Linked DNA regions of Mus musculus: region 1 is linked to region 2. Evidence: chromatin contacts called from public Hi-C data. All regions are on one chromosome and are shown on one strand. The core of a region is the stretch at or near the end of the contact, and the rest is flanking DNA. Distances in the headings are between cores, read along the strand shown. Region 1 has its middle 130 kb from the start of Gm40217. Region 2 has its middle 34 kb from the start of Gm40217.

Region 1 (3,402 bases), core at 500-2,999, 100 kb after region 2:
GCGACCACACAGACGTAACCTTTATCAAGAGTTTTCCCAGAGTCCCACTCTCTCAGCCAACACACAGGGTATGGGTCCGATTAGATTGTTCCCTTGGGCTAATCTGACCTTGGGCCCCCCAAGCCTGTCCTCAGTGAAGCATCCTCACAAATGTCCAGAACAGTTTCCGCACCTCAGCTGTTGCCTTATCCTTGTGAACGTCTCGTACTGTCTGGCATAGTAGCATCCAGTGAGGGTTTCATGGCAATGGGTCATATAGGCCTTTTACTCTGGCAATTGCCGTGTCTTGATGAATCTTCTGACTCGAGAAAGGAGGACCACTTCCATTTCGAAAGCAAGTTAAGAGCAGAGCTAGGCTTGTCCTACAGAAACCATACCACAAAAGCAGGAAGAGACCATGGGTCACGTGACTCCTCTTATGATGCTCTTGACTTGCCACCTCATTTATTAGACTTTTATTTTTGAAGAAGGATATCGCTGGATGACTGGGAAGCTTCTAAGTAGACCAGGATGGCCTCAAGCTTACAGCCACCCTCCTGTGTTTGCCTCTTCAGTTGAGGACTTCAGGTGTGTGGCTCAGATCCGTCTTGAAATGGCTGATTGGATCCATTTAATGTAGCACAAGCAGCAACATTCTTCCATATCCTGTACATCTGCATACCCAGGATTGCTGTCCATCTATCCATTCATTACGGTCATATGTTAGTATTACTCATATCCTATGAGTCAGGGGCTGCTTATGGGAATATTCTTTTGAGTCAGTCTGATCAAGTTTATCCTCCAATATGAGCTACAGGGCCTGAGGACAGCTTAAGCTTTCATTGCCTCAGTTTCTCATGAGCAAATAGGGAATTATAATGACGATTATTCTACAGTGCTATATGAAGGATTTCTTGTATTTACCGATACTTAAATAACTCCTTTTACTACCTTAAAGTTAACACCCATTTTTATCTCACAGGTATGTTGCACAAGGCACACGCATGTGTGCATCCCAACGTGTCTCTGCTTCAGGTTCACACGGCTGAAATTGAGCTGTTGGCAGCTCTGGGTTCCTCTTTGGAGCCTCTGCAGACAAGTCTGCTCCCAAGCTTGTTCACGTTGTTGCTGAAATGGAACTATGTGCTTGTAGGGCTGAGGTGTCTGTTTCCTTTTTTACTATTGGCCAGGGTTATCTCAGCTTCCAGAGTCACTTTTATTCCTTGAATCATGACTCCCTTCTTCCATCTTCCAAGTCAGCCACATGTCACACCTTTCCTATGCTGTAAGCTCTGTCACATTGCCGTCTGACTCATCTCTTGCTTTTCATCAGAGTAACCTCTCACAGTTAGGGTCCTATGCAGGTTAGACTGAGCCTGCTCAGTAATTCAGGTCACATTGCAAAGTCTCTTTTGCCAAATAAGGCAATGCTTCCATGTTCTAGGCATCGGTATATGAGATCTTGAGGTTCTTATTCTGACAGTCATTAAGATTATATCAGTATTGTATACAATGCACTTAATAGGCCTGACTACATTGTAACCCCTCACTGTTATCCATTATAGATGCTATTACATTGCTAATAAGTTTATTATGGTGCTTATGGATAAATCAGGAAGGTCACAATACCCTAGGTAGTGGATAAGGAAGGGGCATAAAGAGAGATGAAGCTAGTTAGCTCTGGCAATAGGGTGCATGGCCAGTGCCCAACGAGGCATCTGGGAAACATTAGCAGTCACTACTTTTTGAGCATGTGCTAGGTTTCAGAAACTTTGCAGAAGTTTTCTCACTCCCACAACAGTGATTCAGAGCAGGAATCCTGAATTCATTTTATACTAGGCCAATGAGAAGTCAGCAGAATTAAGTAAAAACTCAAGAACCTGGAGGATGTAAGCAGCGAAACTGAGCCTTGAACCCCTTCTGCCACCTTAGCACGCTGATCTCCTGGCTGCCCTGATATCAGTAAATTGAGTTCACCCGACTGTCCCAGGCTGCCCTCATTTGGATGTCCTTGTCCTTCTTACCTCTGAAGCACATTCCTTGGGTAGCTCAGCACACAGGTGTTGAGTGTATGAAATAGACATTTTGCCCATGTCTATTTTTACTTATTTCATGAGAAAGACAGCTAGAGACACTGTTGCTCCAGTGACCCCAAATCTGTCTCTTCTTCCATGTAAGGAATTGCATATTAAGGGCTACTAGGACAGAATCAGTCTCTTTTTTTTCCATGTAAGGTATTACATGTTGAGAGCTGCATGTGATAGATGTTTCTCTGGAAGTGAGAATCCGGGAAGGACCAAGCTGCCAAAGCTCTGGGTCTGGGCCCTTTGACTCTGGGCCCTTGTAAAGTTTTCTATCTTGGGTATTAAAAAAACCATTAGATTCTTTTTTACTACAGGGTATTATTTTTTCAAGATCAACTGAAGGCCCATCCCCTGAAAGGAGTCTGGGCTATGAAGAGAGTCTATGAAGTCTTCATGTTCCTCAGAGCTGGCCCTACTTTCTGCCTTCTTTGTATTCATAGAAAGCTGGTTAAGCTACACCCTGGAGCATCCATCTGGGACAATGGTTTCAGAGGTTTTTAATCATCAACAGAGAAAGAACAACTTTATGTCAGCAGCTACTGATCAATCTAAACTATACTTCAGGGTTTTGTTTCCAGGTAGCAGAAAGCATAAGATCACAACCTTTCTGTTAATAACTGGCAGTGTCTTTACTTGTCAAAGAAGCCATCAACCTTTGCTCTCGCCGTAGACTCTGAGGTCCTTAAGCAAGGTGAAAGGAGGGACCAGTAAAGCCTAATGCATTGAGAACATGGAACCCCATTTGGATTCTGCCTCCCTCACCCATCAGTCACTTAAAATTAAGAAAGTCCAGCTATCCAGGGATCTTTAATTTTCTTAGCCTTAAATATGAATAAAAACATCAAACTACGTGGGCTATTTGGGAATGAAGTAGAATGCAAAAGTGGCAAATGACTGCGACAGGCATGTCCCATCGCCAGCCAAGCAGCTGCCACTTAGGAATAGGTGAGGTGGGCAGTGTCATGTGACTGACCGGCAGGACATGTGTCTTCAGAGGCTTTCACTCTGGCTCTTGTAGACTGAAAACTGGAGTCTTTGCCCAGCCTGACCATCCACTGTCTTCACTAGCTCATTTGCAATGGGAAGCCCATTAGAGACCTTGGTGGACTGTCACTGCAAAGCTGGTTGCCTGAGGGGAGCCTGACTGCAGGGCTCTGTCATCTACCTGGGTAATCACACCATGCTGCTAACTGCTTTTTCTGCTTGTTTTGGTCACTTACTACTACTACAGTGACATTTCTACCAGACATTTCTACCATCCTATATATTTAAAACCCTCAACTAATGCCCAAGACTCCATCCTCTTCAGACTTGCACCAGGAAGTAATTAAGATTTCCA
Region 2 (3,333 bases), core at 17-2,516:
CTCTTCTCTTCTCTTCTCCCCTCCCCTCCCCTCCCCTCCCCTCCCCCCCCCCCTCCCCTCCCCTCCCCTCCCCTCTCCTCCCCTCCTCCCCATGTCTTGCCCTCTCCCCGAGTCTGTCTTCTCAGGCTGTCCAGGAATGTGCCACCACGGCCAGGCAGGTTTGTTTGTTTGTTAGTTTTTCTATTATTTTCTTTTCTGCTACTTTCTGCCTGGGAATTTGTGTTGTGTGTATTAGTAGGAGCCATTGTTTTCTCTAAGCGCCTCTCTTTAGGAAGGCTCCATTTCTTTGTCCTATGTAATGCTATAGAACATCCTGCAGGTTCAAAACAAAAATATTTAACTCTTCGACTATATGGGACTGCTCACATTCTGCACTAAAGGACAACATGGTGGTGGTGATGGGAACAATGTTGGGAGATGCTCTCCCAGAAATGGATGCTGGCTGTTGGTTCTGTTTTGAGATGTGGGGTCAGGTATCAGGAACAGGTTGTGTGGCTCTATTTGTCTTTAAGATGAGTAGGTTAAGCTTTGGAGAGGAAGACAGAAGATTAAACAGGGGCGGGGGGGGGGGAACCTTCCTTCCAGCTCAATCAGCTGAAGGTTGTAGGGACTTCAGTCAACTGTGAGCACTAACTGCTACTTAGCAGCTTCACAGAGATCCAGGAGTCTGTGTATGGAAGACACCCTTATATCCTGTCCAGCTTACTGCATTCTCGAATTATAGTTGGCAAAAGATAAGTAAATGAAAGTAAGCTACTCAACCCATGGTTTATGTACCACTCTGTGTTCTTTTGAGCAGTAGAATGAATATTCCCAGGTTTTCAAGTTAATGAGGCACAGGTCTGATTTTTAATCAAGCCTCTTACCTGTGTTTGTGGCTTGCTTATGTGGGTCAGCCATTTAGTCCTTCTGGCCTCAGGTTCTCCGTCTGTGAGAAAAGTGTAACAATACCTGAATTGTAAGGTCAGCAGCAGCAACAGCAGCAGCAGGCACTCCTCCATTATTAGTATTTTTTCTTCCTATGTCTCAAAGTGGGAATTCTTTATCTGTTATTTGTTAGGTAGAGAGATGAGCATGAGAGATGACCTAAATTCTCTGAGACAATATGAATCCACCCAGCCTGTCGGTGGCGACTGCCAGCCTCTGTTCAAAGCTTCAGCCAGTGCCCATTATGTCATTATGGAGCCTGCAGAAGTGATTACCAATGTTACTTTTCCAGTTCACTGCAGAGCAGAGGGGGAGAGGTTTTTCACACTGCTGGCGTTTTGTTGGAGCACGGTGATATGGATCCCAGATGGCTCCCTCGGCAGATGTGGCCCTGCAGAAGTGTACTGCTGCTTTACAAGGGATTTAATGAAAACCTGGCGCCCCTCCAGGCTTGAGTCAATCCTCTGGTGTTCTCAGCTAATACACACAGACTGGTCTGCCAGTTCCCACCTATAGATGGCGCGGGGGAGGCTGGGGTGAAAAGCTTTTACTTGAGTAACAAGGCTAAGCCTCTGTGACCCAGTCTACAGGTTGGGGTAGGAGAGCTGGAACAGGGGCGTGGAGGGACATTGGTAGGAGGGTAGCTCATACTGAAGACTGTCCAGTTAGCTGAGGGTAGCCCGTACTGGAAAATTTCCAGTTAGCTATTGTTTAGGCAGGATGATCTGGGGGACGAGGACAAAGATGGCTTTCCCAGTTGTTTGGGACTCATGGTGTTTTTCTTCCTTGCCATGGGTTAGACTAAAAAGCAGTGGGAAAAACGGTGGCTTCAGTTAGTTCCTGCTTTTAATTGGAATTGGATCTGTGTCTAGTCACCCTGTTTGAAGTGCTCCGACTCCTCAAGTGTCAGCTTGCTCACTCCCATGTCTTTTATTTTGGCTTCACTATCATATTTTGGAAACGATGCCTCAATCTCCTGGCTGCAAGCTCCCACCCCCCAGTTCTTAGCCTTATGGCACAAGGCTTATGCTGCCGGAGCCAGACATGAGTTGTGAAATGTAACCACAATTTACTTGTCTACTTGCTTCCTGTTTTGGTCAGTTTGTGGGATGCAAGACCTTTGGAAGTAAGAGCTCCTTGCATCTCCTTGACTGCTAAAGCCCAGTGCCCAGGGTGGCCTGGTCCAAAGTAAAGCTTCAACAAGCATTACTGGATAAGGGATGCATTCAAGGACAAGAATAAGACAGGTCTATGTTTATACCGCAGTGCCATCATCCACAAGCTGGACTCCTTTCCCAGATCTCTCTTAGGTTCACCACGTGTACACAAGGGCTCAGCTGCTAGAGAGAAAGGTTGTTCATAGACAGCAGCACCAAGGAGAGCCCAAGACACACAAGCTATGAAGCAGTCTCTAAAAATTAAGCCCCGATACGTGTATCTAGTATTTCTGTTCAGCTAACGCCCATTGAAGATCTAGGATCCGCTCTGCCCCTTACCAAGACCTGGCAGTACATTAGGTGGGTCCTCACACAACCCTGGGAGCTGTTTTGTTTTGTTTAAGTTTCTTTCCCATTTTAGAACAAAGGAAGTAAGGCTTTGGGAAGATGCAGCAGCCGAGCAAGCCTCAACAGCTCCTCAGAGGGACAGACAGCATTAACCACATTTCTATTTTCAAAGCCATAATTTTCCCCATAATCCCAGGCTGCTTCCTATTAACACTTACCCTGGATAAATAAACATAAGGAAGCCACGTTCTCTGTCCTCTGGGGGCTCTGGTTAAGGTGATAAGACATATGTAAGAGTAGAATGAAACACTAGGAAAAACCAAAGTGGATATATATATATATATATATATATATATATATATACATATGGCTTTGAAGTTTACAAAGCTTGTCCCAATATTTACTACACATTTGAGTTTTGAAATATTATAGTCCAGGATATATAAATAATTTATACAAGTCAATAAGAAAAAGATCAACCACTGTGGAAAATATGATAGGTTATGAGCAGGCAATTCAAGCAGGCAGTCATCACATGAAAAGATGTTCGGCATTACTAACCAGTGGGGGAGCTCAGGTGAGAACAAGAAGGTACCACTTCTGTCCATCCCACGGGCAAATATGACAGTCATGCAGACCCAGCTTTTGGTGAGGATGAAGGGATGGGTGGGCGGAGGCTTGGAGGGGGAGGAGCGGGAGGCTAGCTGGTCGGTCACATTGTATCCATGTGCAGGAAGCCAGCTGGTTACATTGTATCCACGTGCAGGAAGCCGAGAGCAGTGAGTGGATGTTTGTTAGTGCTTGGCTTGCTTTCTCCACTTTGTACAGTTAAAGCTCCCAGGGACTGGTCCTTGTAGGATTAAGATAAGTCTTCCGGCAACAATTAATGTAATCAAGGGAC

What was found. A called contact is a pair of places that touch in the nucleus more often than the background predicts.
Region 1: a contact with region 2 is called in a Hi-C map of uterus, with 2.7 times the contacts expected there. The contact joins two enhancer-like sites. A contact is called at or near these places in 6 of 484 Hi-C or Micro-C datasets (the HL-1 cell line, liver, nephron progenitors and 1 more) and 1 of 115 datasets of contacts at active chromatin or transcription factors (embryonic stem cells).

The regions. Positions count from the first base shown.
Region 1 is chr4:105,450,367-105,453,768 of GRCm38.p6, forward strand. No RefSeq gene overlaps it. Among named protein-coding and RNA genes, the nearest start is that of Gm40217, 130 kb to the left of the region's middle. Within about 2 kb of position 1,750, at least 24 of the 459 cell types and tissues checked have an H3K27ac peak or open chromatin away from gene starts, as enhancers often do. A contact at or near this core is called in uterus, where this site is marked.
Region 2 is chr4:105,351,180-105,354,512 of GRCm38.p6, forward strand. No RefSeq gene overlaps it. Among named protein-coding and RNA genes, the nearest start is that of Gm40217, 34 kb to the left of the region's middle. Within about 2 kb of position 1,267, at least 18 of the 459 cell types and tissues checked have an H3K27ac peak or open chromatin away from gene starts, as enhancers often do. A contact at or near this core is called in uterus, where this site is marked.